2 separate regions of the Anser cygnoides genome follow, and region 1 is linked to region 2. A link is a contact called in public Hi-C data. All regions are on one chromosome and are shown on one strand. Each heading gives the region's core, a stretch centred on a gene start, on an enhancer-like site or on the middle of the called end of the contact. The rest is flanking DNA. Distances are from core to core; before and after follow the strand shown. Region 1 holds the start of USP18 (ubiquitin specific peptidase 18). Region 2 holds the start of DCP1B (decapping mRNA 1B).

The links. A called contact is a pair of places that touch in the nucleus more often than the background predicts.
Region 1: a Hi-C map of liver shows a contact between it and region 2, with 7 times the contacts expected there. The contact joins the promoter of USP18 here to the promoter of DCP1B in region 2. A contact is called at or near these places in 2 of 7 Hi-C or Micro-C datasets (both in liver).

What each region holds. Positions count from the first base shown.
Region 1 is chr1:67,284,396-67,290,524 of Taihu_goose_T2T_genome, forward strand. USP18 (ubiquitin specific peptidase 18) reads left to right here and starts at 4,275. Exons shown (of 12, transcript XM_048047318.2): 1 at 4,275-4,516; 2 at 6,025-6,066. The coding sequence starts at 4,436.
Region 2 is chr1:66,324,897-66,331,646 of Taihu_goose_T2T_genome, forward strand. It overlaps DCP1B (decapping mRNA 1B), which reads right to left and starts at 3,129. Exons shown (of 10, transcript XM_048049091.2): 1 at 3,079-3,129; 2 at 1,515-1,826; 3 at 863-903. The coding sequence starts at 3,114. The region is part of intron 1 of CACNA1C (calcium voltage-gated channel subunit alpha1 C); the gene reads left to right.

The DNA of each region.
Region 1 (6,129 bases), core at 3,025-5,524, 960 kb after region 2:
AGGCAATGACAATCTTTCTTGACTAGGAGAACCCTCAGCAACTTTTTATCTAGATATAGCGTCCTGATGGAATGCACCCACAAGCGAGGGAGCAGGCAGAGGTTATTGCAAGGCCACTCTGGATAATCTTTGATCGATCATGGCAAGCGCCCAAAGACTGGAAGAAAGCAAATGTCACTCCTATCTTCAAAAAAGGCAAGGAGGAGGATCCAGGGAACTACATGCTGGTCAGTGGCACCTTGATCCTTGAGCAGCTAATCCTGGACACCATTTACAGGCACATAAACAGCAAGACAACCAACAGAAGTAGTCAGCATGGATTCACCAAGTCGTGCCTGGCTAACTTGATAAACTATGATGAAATGACTAGCCTGGTAGACTAGGGGACAGCAGTGAGTATAGCCCACTTAGACTTCAGTAAGGCTTTTGACAGTCTCTGGTCAGATCCTCATAGAGAAGCTGTTGAAGTACAGGCTGGATGAGCAGTGAAGCGGGTTGTAAGTTGTTTGAACAGCCAAGCCTAAAGGGTGGGGATCAGAGATGCAAAGTTGCAGGCCAGTAACTAGTGGTGTACCTTAGGCATCAATACTGGGTCCAGCTGTGTTTAACACCTTCATTAATGATCCAGACAATCACACAATGGTTGAGGTTGGAAGGGACCTCTGGAGGCCATCTGGTCCAAATCCCCTGCTTAAGCAGGGACACCTAGAGCACAGTCACCAGGACCATGTCCAGGTGGCTTTTGAATATCTCCAAAGAGGGAGACTCCACAACCTCTCTGGGCAACCTGTGCCAGTGCTCTGTCACCAGCACAATAAAAAAGTTTCCTAACATTCAGATGGAACCTTCTGTTTCAGTGTGTATCTATTGCCTCTTGACCTGTCACTGGAAACCACTGAAAAGAGCCTGGCTCCATCTTCTTTGCACCCTCCCTTCAGGTATTTATGTACATTGATAAGATCCTCCCTGAGCCTTTTGTTCTCCAGGTTAAATAGTTCCAGTTGTCACAGCCTTTCATTAGTCCCTAACTATCCTTTCACGGGACTCTCTCCAGTATCTCCATGTGTCTCATGCTGGGTAGCCCAGCAGCAGACAGAGGACTCCCTGTGTGGCCTCACCAATACCGAGTAGAGAAGGATCACCTCCCTGACCTCCCGGCAATGCTCTGCCCTAATGCAGCCCAGCTTAGTGTTACCCAAGGGCACGTTGCTGGCTCACGTCCAATTGGTGCCCACCAGGACCCCCAGGCCCTTTTCTGCCAAGCTGCTTTCCAGCTGGGCAGCCCCCAGCACGTCCTGGTGCCTGGGGCTGTTCCTGCCCAGGGGCAGGGCTCTGCACTTCTCCCTGTGGGACTCGATGAGCTTCTGTTAGCCCATTTCTCCTGCCTGCCAAGGCAGGTCTCTCTGGATGGCAGCATCATCCAAATCATTAATGAAAATGTTGAACAGAACTGTACACAAAGTGTACCCTTAGCAAATTTGCAGATGACACAAGACTGGGAGGAATGGTCAATGTGCCAGCGGGTTGTGCGGCCATCCAGAGTGATCTCTGCTCTGGGTGGCATTGTTTGAGCTGGAGGTTTGGACCAGATGACCTCCAGAGGTCCCTCCCAACCTTAACTATTCTGTGATTCTGTGATCTTCCTCATGTAGAGATTGATCCCTTCCAGCTCAGGATATTCTGTGATTTCTATTTCTGTTGGCAGTTACAGTTTGCAGTATGTCACATAAAACTTGTACGTGCTATATGCATTGCATGCATTTAATTATCTAAATCATTAAAATAAACTAGGTACTTACGGAGTACCAGAAATGCCTCTGTTTAGAAGAATATCCCTATTCATGATATACTTGCTTACGTACTTAAATTGAAACAATATGATTAAGTATAACCCAAACTGATGGTATTTAGATTCTTAAATGGCTTTCCTCAAAGTTCTTTCCTGAATTGGGACCAAAACCAGAAACAGGAAATTTTGCACATGAAACACAGTTAAAGACAAAAAAAAAAGTGACAAAGAAAAATGGCAGAGGAAGTGCTTGCCCTCTTCCTTGAAAAACTACTGAAATTGATGCAATGAAGAACTTGAAGTTACTGATCCAGTGCAGAGTACTTCATGTGTTCTGAAACAATGGGGGTGGAGTTCCTAACTCCCTGAGTGCTTTTTAAATCACATCCTGATTATCTATTTTATGGATTATTTTATCTACTGTAGAAGTTCTGTGGCAGTTATCAGAAGCAAGCAGCTTTTTTCAAAGTATCTTCCAGGCTCAGATTTCTGCCCAATACCCATTTTGGAAGTGGAGTGTCACAACCAGATTCCACAGGCAAACCTTAAAATATTCTTAAACAAGACATATGCCCTCTTAATCTAGTACCCAGGATCCCACAGGAATCATTACCAAAAGCCATGTCACCTGCACACTTCCTCACTGGTTTATGCAGATCTGTCAGACCTAGCTCCTATTGAACCTCTGGCGTCAATCTGCAATCTGCTTAGGTGGTTTACCTGTCTCTAGGCAATTTATAGCTTCACATTTCTTTCTCTCTTCCTCCTTACTATCAGGCAGACTCCACGCAAGCTAGGAATAGAAAGTGAACACCACTAAATCATTCCCAACAGGCTCCACCTGGGCCACAAGAAAGATGCTGAGTCATTTGTAATCTTCTGCCTGCAGCCTCTACAGCTACCCATATATGTCTGTGTGGCGGGTCAGGAAGCTTTTTACTGCCAGTGCTGCCATAGCTGAGGAGCTCTGACTCCTCAGCAGCTGTGCTGGCTCTAACTGTGAAATATTTTATTACACAGGAAGAAGCCTGCAAGGCAGGGCTACATTAAGCCATGGTTTTCCTCACCATTTCTTTCTTTCCTTCCTTCCTTTCTCTCTTTTCTTCCTTCCTTCCCTTCTTTGTCTCTCTCTTCTTCTGTAACATCCACTGAATTTAGTAAATTAGTAAAACAACAGCTGAAGGCTTTTGCACAGCACATGCAAATTCAGTTTGTTAGTAGCTCAAAGAAGGGGCTTTCCTGAGGGGTAAAGGGGCATACCAAAGACACCAGTGAGGTTCTAGGAAGCAAAGAAAGGGAGACAGAGGCCTTCAGGAGCTCCCTGTAGCCTGTGGAAGGTAGCAACACCTTTTACCTCATTGGAATGGGGATTGCCAACCCAATCTTACAGGCGGAGATAGAGGCATGGTTGAGGGTTTGGCCCTCTCTGAAGACTGTCCAGCTGTCTCAGCCTGCTGGAGCTCCTGGATAAAGGGTAGGCAGGTATGCCCTGCCAAATCGCAAGGGGACTCTCACTTCTGGGGTCCCAGAGACTGCATCTATTTCACATGCATAGCAGTATCCCCTGCTTCACCTGTACCATTTCTCCAGTCAGCAGAGCTCTGCAGGGCAGCATCACTCAGCTCTAAACTCTCCTGCATCCTCATGTGGAGCAAAGCTGGGCTGATGGCCATCCTCCAACAAGCAAAGCCCCCTTCCAGGGCATGCTGTGCCCCTCCGTTTGTCCTGCTGACAGCCAGAAAGAGGAAGGCCAGGAATCCCGACACACACCAGAGGAGCAGCCACCCAAGCACTTCTGCTGGTTCGGACATCCTTGGCCTTGTTGAAACCAGACATCGCGTGGCACAGGGGTTTGCTGGGGTATTTTTGTTTACCACAGTGCTGCCATTCAGCTATCCTACTGTGGACCATAGCCCACATAAGCAGTAAATTCCTGAAGCTTTTAGGTTGGAGGGTGGGTTAAGTTTCTAAGACAGTTACTGTAAGTTACTCTAAGACTTACTTGGGGTTATTTTAAACAAGCTATTTCTTGCTTCTGTGCCTTGACAAGAGTTTGGCTTTCCTGTTGCTTTTGCTGCTACAAGAAGCAAACACCGTGCTAACAAACACCAAGTTTTGTGAGGTGAGGAACGCTGTAAGTGCAGGCAGCACACACCTCCTGAGGAGCAGCCACAGACGATGAACAGCTTGCTTTCTACAGAGTTCAGTTTCTCCCCGTGCCATTGAAACCCACTCTTTCCCAACCGAAGCAGGCTCAGCCTGGCATGGGGAGGTAGCGGAGGGGCCCCGGGTCGGCAGGGTCTCGTCCCAGCCCGGTGTCCGCGCAGCTCGGCCCCGCTTCTCCTACGGGTCCGGGGTCGGCGAGCCGCCGCCATCTCACGGCTCTGCCCGCCGCGGGGCCGCCCCTGGCGGCGAGAAGGGAGAGCAGCGATCGGCTCCGCGAAGTTTCACTTTCCGTCCCTGGGCCGAGCGAAGCGGGAAATCAAAACTAAGCGGCGCAGTGGGCGCTGCTGCCCTCTGACGCAGCCGGCGAGCAGGGCGGCGGGGCGCCGCCGCCTCCCCGCAGTCTCCCTCAGGCAGCGCCGCCGCGGCAGCCGCACCGGCAGCGCCTCCCTCGGCCCGGCCGGCCCGCAGGTGAGCGGGGCGATGTGCGCCGTGCCGGCCCCCAGGGTCCGCCCGCGGCTCCGGGGGGTCGCTGAGGGTCGGCCGAGGCTCCAAACGCGCGAGGTAGGAGGTGTGAGAGAGCTCTGTGGCTGCTTGCCGGGGTCGGGGAGCCCGAGCCGCGGGTGGACGGCTAAATGACCGCACGCACCGAGTCGGAGCTCTGGTGACTCTGAACTCTTACCGCGTCAGCTTGGTCATTTGTATTTCTTTTAACTGATGAAAATAACTTTTGAGCTGGTGAATCTGCTAGGGCATTGGGCATGCCGTCAGGGGAGCGCGAGTAATGGGCGTTTGTAGTGGCCGGAATGGTTTCTCTTTTCTGTTTCAACCAATATTCTTTAATGGATGAAAATATATTAAAAAGGGAGCTGGACAAGCACGTAGTTGAACAGAACAGTGAAAAGTCTTATTTCAGTGGTGTCTAAGAGAAGCATGGAGGTGAAGGGCTCGGATCCATCCCATCCCCACAGCCACTCTTTGGGGAGCACCCGGGGGCCACCGTCTCCTCGGGGCTGAGGTCCATGCCTTTGGCAGCCTGCCCTGTGAGATAACTGTGAGGGGGAAGGAGTGGCGACGCTAGGAAAGAGTGACCGACAACCAGGGACGGAGAGGCCCTCCTCAGGCCAGCGACCTGGCGCGGAGCGAGAGCGAAATGGAGGACGCTGGGCTGAGCAGAGGGTGGGCAGGAGGGCTCACTGATCACGGGGTGGAGGATGCAAGGCGGACGTCGCTGCCGCCTTTTTGCTGCCCGTAGTTAGCGTGGTCGCTTGGCTTGGCCAAGCCACGTGCGCTGGGGCAGTGGTACTGAGCCATCCCCCTCGTCTGCAAAGGAAACTGAGAAGGGGCCCTGCTCTTCCAGTGAGAGGGGAGAAATCGGTTTGCTTGCTCCCCAAGTCCCATGCCCACGCAACAGATTTTTTATACAGTTATGCCAGGAAAGGAAGGTCATGGCAAATCTTAGCAATACTGTATTTTTTATAGCTGAAACGAGGCGGTTCTGTGTAAGGGTTGGAAAGTTCTGTTCCCGTCCCTGCTCCCAACCCAGGGTTCCTGTTAGCGGTGCCAGGGTGCCTGGGGGAGAGTTTCATTGAACTGCAGAGCCAAATCCTTCAAATCCTGCCATCTCTGTAGACCCCTGCACCTTCTTGCCCTACTATCTTTCTACCTATTTCTCAAATCACCCAAAGCTTCTTAGCCCTGAGCTGGCTCGTTCATCCTGCCCTTAATTCTACCAAGAACTGTGTTTTACAAGTTCTGCTCATCCCCAGCACAACCATCACTGCTGTTCAGCTCCTCTGCTGACCATTTCCCCTCCTTTCTGTCTCCTCCTGCGTCCCCCCTGGCTGCGGGTATTACTTTTGCTGATACTACACCAGCTACACCTGAATGCCTGGTTAAATTGCTTCCCAGGGAAAAGGCAGCATGAGTTCAGAGTGTTTTGCAGAAGAAGAAATTGAAATCCAGTTTTACTTTTCCCACATAGCCATCCTAATTGTTGCTTTTCAATACAAAGAGCAATGTTCTCGAATCTATCTTTGAATGCCTGATTTTTTTTTTCTTTTTTTTCCCAGATAAATCTTCTCAGCAAATTTGATGTTATCCAGTGTATCTGGGTATGTGACACTTTGAGTTCAAAAGTAATTTTGATAAAGGATGGTTGGGAAAAATATACTTAA
Region 2 (6,750 bases), core at 1,879-4,378:
TTAGAAAAGTTATTGATGATTATTTCGACTGCTGGCACAAAAGAGCTCAAAAATATTAAAACTGGCTTTCCTACTTCACACAAAGCTCACAGTCTCTTGGGCCTCCCTGTCCATTTGTCACTTCACTTCACACATGCCTCTTGACCACTGAAAACAATCTTCTGCTTTGTCAGTTCTCTCACTGGATCCTCAAAAGCACGAACATTGAAGGATAAAATTTCTACTTCAGTGTCCCATCCGAGCAGCTAGTGCATGATCTGCTCATCAAGTCTTTTTCTGATTTTAATTTTAGTGACATGGAAATGCTAGGGTACTACCTCGGAAACCCAAACATAGGGCATGCTTTACAACAGAGGTAAATGGTAGAGTAAGTGATCAAATAAAAGCTCTGAAAAGTTACAGCCAGACCTCATGCAAAAAGCGAGCATTGAAAAAACACAGCGTGCTGGATGAAATATACACAAAAAATTAGTAATCAGAGACAAGAAATGTGAACTCCTACATATGGAGCACAATACTTCAGAAATTCTACTATTCTTTTACTTTAAGGAATATCGTTATTTATTTCACTATTTGTTTTTTTGTTTGGACACCTTAAAACTGCAAATGTCGTGTTCTATTTAAGATAGCTGTGCAGATTTCTACGGTTCACCCATATCAAGATTTAGTCTTAACCACATAAATGGTGATGCCTACTTGTGTGTGTTTTCTTCCCTGCATTTGTCTTTGCTAGTGTCAGTTTCTTTTCACCTTTGACTATGACGTGATTCAGAGCATTTTCCTTCATTCAGCCAAGCTCCGTCCCAGCTAGCTTTTCCACATCCACAGATTACTTTCAGATGTTAAAATGTAACACTCTCACCTTGTGTAAACAAACAGCGTTCCCTCCACATCTGTCTTCTCCTGAATAAAAAGACATCAAAAAAAGTTCAAGCGAGGGTTTGCCAAACATAAGCAAGCCCCCTTTTTTTTTGTTTTACTAACCCTGACAGTGTTACATCTCTCAGTGAAGCCATGAAACAAGCCCCACAGCTCCATGGGATGGTGGTGAGCAAGCAGGGTTTGTGGTGGCCAGTTTCGTGAGGAGATGCGGACGGGATAAAGGCTGGATGATGTAAGATTAAACAGTGGGGCTGCTCTGCTGCCAGACCCCAGGAGCAGCCGGGATGTAGCCAGGTAAGGGCACAGCACATGGGTGGCAGCCAGCACCCAGCCTTCAAACCCGCAGCGCTCAACCAAGAGCCAGGTGCTGACCGCCCCTCAAGGAGACCAAGACGACCCCCAGGGCCACCTCCCCGTCAGCAGCACTTTTAATGCACACAGAGCCCGCTGGGGCACCCCAGGGTCCCTCACAAAGCCCTCACACCTCAACATGGCGGACACCCCCTCACCCCCCCCCACTATCCCCCCCTCCGCTGCGAGAGGGGCGGGGCCTCCCCACCCCCAGTGGGCGTGGCTCTCTCTCGCCCCGCCCCCTCCTCCCCGGGGCGGGGGGGGAGCGGCCCCCGACGTACCCACTCGTTGGCGCGGTGCCCGAAGGTGTAGAGCGCCACCTGGCTGGCCACGTCCACGATGCTGCTGATGTAGGGGTCGTGCTGCTGCAGCGCCGCCAGGCTGATGTCCAGCCCCTTGCCCAGCAGGGCGGCCCCGGACACCGCCGCCGCCATCTTGCCCCCGACAACAACACAGGGGCTCCTCGTAGGCGCAGCCAATCCAGCGCCGAGGGGAGCGAGCGGAGCTCCCCTCGCCCTCCTCCTCCTCCCGCCCACAGCCGCCTCAATCGAGCGCCGAGCGCTTCGATTCGTCACGGGGGGTGCCCCGTTAGCCTGAGGGGGGAACCTTTTAATAAATATACATATACATGTATATATATTTACACACACATACATATGACATGAGCAGAGGAAACATAAACAAGTGTGCCCTGACACGGAGATACACAAGCTGCAGAGGAACAGATGGACAGGACCACGAGTTTAGTCACCATATTTTCCTGTCAAATGTACACATTTATTATCAGTCTATCGATGCCAACAGTTTACAGCGGGTATATCAGCTTTATGTGGCGTGCAGATACGCTCAATACGTACATTTATACTTAAAGGACTTGCTTAAGAGTCCAGCCTGAACCTGCTGCGACAGCAAATATTTTTTTCACCACATGACCCATGTAGCAGTTTTGGAAGGAGTTACCACCATGTGTACCTGGAAGCAGTAGGGCAACATATTTCCCTCCAGAGATAGGATAGCCTGAAATACTAAAGGCCAATGTAATGGATGCTATTTTGCTTGTTTGCAGTATCCCATATGTGACATGTTTAAAAGGGCACTTTTGCACTCCAGGCCAGATGGAGGTTGTGGGTTAGAGTGAGCTAGCCCTGGCATCTGCTCCAAGAGCAACTGGGTCAGCCCAGATGTAAAAACTTCCAGAGTGTGAAAGTGGGGACAGAAGAGAACTGAGAGGCAGCAAGCTGGGAATACACAGTATGGGAATTCACAGTATGTAATGTAGGGACAGCGAGTCTCTTGAGTGGAGTCAGGAGCGGACATGTTCTCAGAGAGGACAGGGAGAAAATGTTGTTCTCTGGGACCCAGGAGAAAATGCGTAGGTTTTGCTGCAGCCCCAAAGGCTGCTGAAAATTGTCTTCCTAAGAACAAGGACCTACAGCTTGCCCGACAAGTATACAGCGGGAGAAGAAAACTCCTAACATACCCTCTTATAATAAGGTCTCACGCCTAGCTTGCCTTTTCTAAAGCCACCTTGTTTCAGCTGGGCCTCTAATGAAACACAGCTGTGGAGTTTGGAAGTTTTCAGGTGGTTTTGGTATAGATGTGGCAAGAAAAAGGCTCTAACCAGTTCCATTACAAAGCTCCAGCTGGCTTATCCTGTAACAACAAGGAAAATGCATAGGCTTATGGTAGACGAGGGAAACTGTTGTCCTTGGTCTGGAAAGGAACAGGGTAGGATGGCAAAAAGAGAAAAATATGTAAGTGGGAAAGATAATTCACATTGATCAAGTAGTGTACAGATGCACATTTTTTTTTTTAAATTATCATTCTTAAATAGTTTTCAGTTACCAGTTTCCAGGCACTCATAACCACATTCCTCTTCATGTGAGAGAGAGAGCCTGACTGGGTCAAGTGCATCTCCTGTGCCCTTCTCTTGACATATGAAGATTGGAGATGGTTCTGTTTCCTTGAACTCTGTGGAAAAAACAAACAAACAAACAAAAACACCTGTGAGGTTAAATATCTTGAAGTAAGCCTGACAAAAATTTTGGCTGTTTTCAGTATCCAGCTTGTGGCTTTTTTGGTACTGCCTTCCTCCTGGATTACTTTCTGACATAGCTGGGCAGACGGCTCCCCAGCCCTGCGCTTTGAGCCAGCAAACCCGTCAAGCTTCTGATCATGCCTTTGTGTATTTTGTTGCACTGTGTGGTCCTTTCTGCTGGTTCCAACTGTTTTGCTGTGTAAGTGAGCCATAATTGCTCCTTTCATTTTACCTGAAGTAAAGGTAATTAATAAAACCATTAGTTCTGGCATGCGTTATGGTACCACTTGATAGGGGACTTAAAAATTTTCCAGTGAAACAAAATCTTGTTAAATAGAGAAAGACTGTGAATTCTCACCGCATCTAAAGCTAAGGACTTTTTAGCAAAAATGTCACAGGTTGAAAAGGTTGATTCCTTAAGCTGTAGTTATTTGCTTACAGTCAGTAATTCAGTAGTCCATAATAACTATCAAAGTTAGAATGATTTTGCTGTAACTTGTTTATGAAACAAAGTCATTTTCTAGCTTTGAAAATGTCATAATTTCATGAAGTATATAATTAGAGTGTCACATTTTTGTCTCCCACCCACCTGGATAGTACTCTGTTAAAACAAACAAACAAAAAACTTTGATTTTGCCATTGTATAAAAGGGCTTTTGCGTAGGTAACATCCAAACTATTTTTAAGGCAAAATCCACACAGCATGCTGTTCTTAAGGTCTCTTTTAAGGATAAACATAAACATGCTTAGTTCAAACCTTTTTGCAAGGATTCTTCAAATAGACGTTAAGCCTTTGCTTCTCATTCAAGAACCTATGCAATTGTAAGAACTAAGGCTTGCTTCCTACAGCAAATTATCGACATTGAGGGTGTGATTTCATGTGAGTGTGTTTGGTGTCAGTGCTGGGTATACGCCACCCCTGTCCCAGGTCCCAGCCATTCATTCCTGCTATTCTGGCACCTCCGTGTGGTACTGGCCTGAGTGTGTTTGTGGCCACAGCATGAACCAGTCAGACCAGGGAAGTGAACTGATTGAAAAACAAGCCTTCATGTTGCTGCTGTGATCACAGCCTCGACTGACCGCTTTCCTGTCTGTTCACATTCAGGCCTTCCTCTGAGCAGCAATTCTTAAAATAAACAGCAGGACTCACTTGAGAAAATGTAGTGTTGAGCACTTCATTTGCTCCACTTCCTCATCTCCAGCCCCCTTGGAGTTGTTATTGCACAATAGTTGCCTTTTCCTTTTTATTCCTTCCCCAAGGCTGCCATAATTCTTTCTCGCTGTCTGGCAACAACTCTGCTGCCCCCCTGCTGGCAAGAAGGGTGCTGAGGTAGGATTGGTAGGCTCCTCTTCTGCATCAAGAACTACCTGAGGATCTTCCAGTGGATCTTCATAGGGTGCTTTCCAGTGTGCCGTCTTCCTGGGAAGAGCAGGTAGCCCTTGTGGAGCCAGGCTGATCCCGCAGCACTTGCTTACCCGTGCTCCATATACTGCTGGGGACGTGCTTGCAGCTCCGCAGCCCGGTACCCCTCACACCTGGGAACCCAGTGGTTCATGCTGGAGCCTGTCTGCACCTCTTCCCAGGCACAGTAGAAAGGTAGTCTTTTTAGCCCACATTTATTATAGGCTTTCAGAAGGTAGCTCTTGAATACTTCCCTCATGCCCAGAGGCTGAAATTTCTGGTTGTATTTTTGGACCACTTTTTAACTCCAATCCTAAATGGTTTAAGCAATTTCAGTCTTTTTGTTAGCAACATATTACTTCCTAAAAGTTCCTTAATGAGCATAGGGTGTGACTACCTAGTTTCATCTGGTGCAGTTATTCAAAAAATCCATCTCTAGATTAAAATTAAATCTGGTTACTTTCATTCAGATTCAAAACAACTCTCCCTCTGCCCCCAAATAAACCCCAGCACATGTAAGCTATTAGCATGCACATCTGTGTTTGTAACATTGCTCCCTGGTGAAGTTTGTGAGACCATCTTGAGATTTCCTGCAAAATGTTAGTCCACAGAAAAATGGGATTGTATTCTTTGGCATTGTTGGTTTTGAAGTTCTGATATTATACATGCTGTGCATGAAATAATTACCTATCACTTATTATGATTTTCAGTGGAAGTTTTTTGTTGTTGTTTTTCTTTTTTTTTTTTTCTGTGTCTAAGAACCTGGGTTTTTACCAAAAGCGTGTTTCTTTCTTTGACACATATTTTGCTAAGTTGTTCTGTTACCTTATTGCTGTCCTAATAAACTGATTTGATCCATCAACTTCATTCTTTACACTGCTGATTGACCAGACAAACTACCAAAATACCAATGAGGTTAGGACACACCTGCTATGCCCCATAGGTTAATAACACGTAACAGTATTTATATCTTGCCTAAGAGAATACCTTTCCAACCACATCTTTGTGGTAATCACCGTTTAATTTGGCAGAATCAAACACCTGTAGCTCTAAAAGGGTTATTTTCCAACCAGCTACAGAGAAGATGGCCTCATTTAATTAATTCCTAATATGAAAAGTTCCATTAGGTAATTACATTAAGCCAAGACCTCATTTTTACACCTCACCTGGCATAGTAGCTCTTGCCATATTAAAAAAATGGAGTCAGCAGAAGGATGTGCTTGTGTTGCTGCTGTTAAGAAGGTGGTAGTAAGCCCAAAGGAGCACTGGGGCTGGTCAGCGTGATAGAAGTGGGCAGCAAGTTTGGGAGGAGGGGAATGTGTCCTTAGCACCAAAGCATATTTTTGTGAAAGCGTGCTCTGCATCCAAATCATCTTTTTTTAAGAGTTAACTGTTGAAAAAAGAAGCTCTGAATTCCTACTATGTATTTATAGTAGTATAGCATATATGCTGCTATATGCATGTATATCTAGTAGCAACAGCTGCTATACATGTAGCTGTTGCAGTATTACTTTATGAAGGAAATTTGTGTTATTATATTGTTGGCTGGCAAAAATGTTTATGTATGTTTCGTGTTAATGAAGAACATTGGTGCTTATTAAGGATTCCAATAAAGGATTTTCTAGCTTTTTTTAGATGTAGCATGGGTGAATAAAGACAGTCAGTGTTATAACACATCTGTTGTAGCTCTCTAGAAGTCAATACAAATGGTTCTATAATCACAGATCCTTAAAGCTAAAATACTTGAGCAATAAGGTAAGTCTTCTGCTTTAAGTATCCCCCCTAGTTTTCTGTGGATTTGGTAGCTGCTTGCAAAAATTCCCATAGGTAGATGCTTGTGATACTGATGCTACTGAATACCTGCTATTGCAGGTGGTAAGAGTTTGTAAAGGTTCCCCAAAATGTATCTTCTGTATTTAAAATTAGGCTTAATACCTATTGTACATGTTTCATAATATGAGATCATCTGACCTATAACAGTGTGATCTTTCTACTTTGTTTACCAGTTTGGGTGATCACTTTTATTTGCTACAAGCTTTATTTGGCTGGCATATGTAAATGAGATGTTTTGAAGTAGA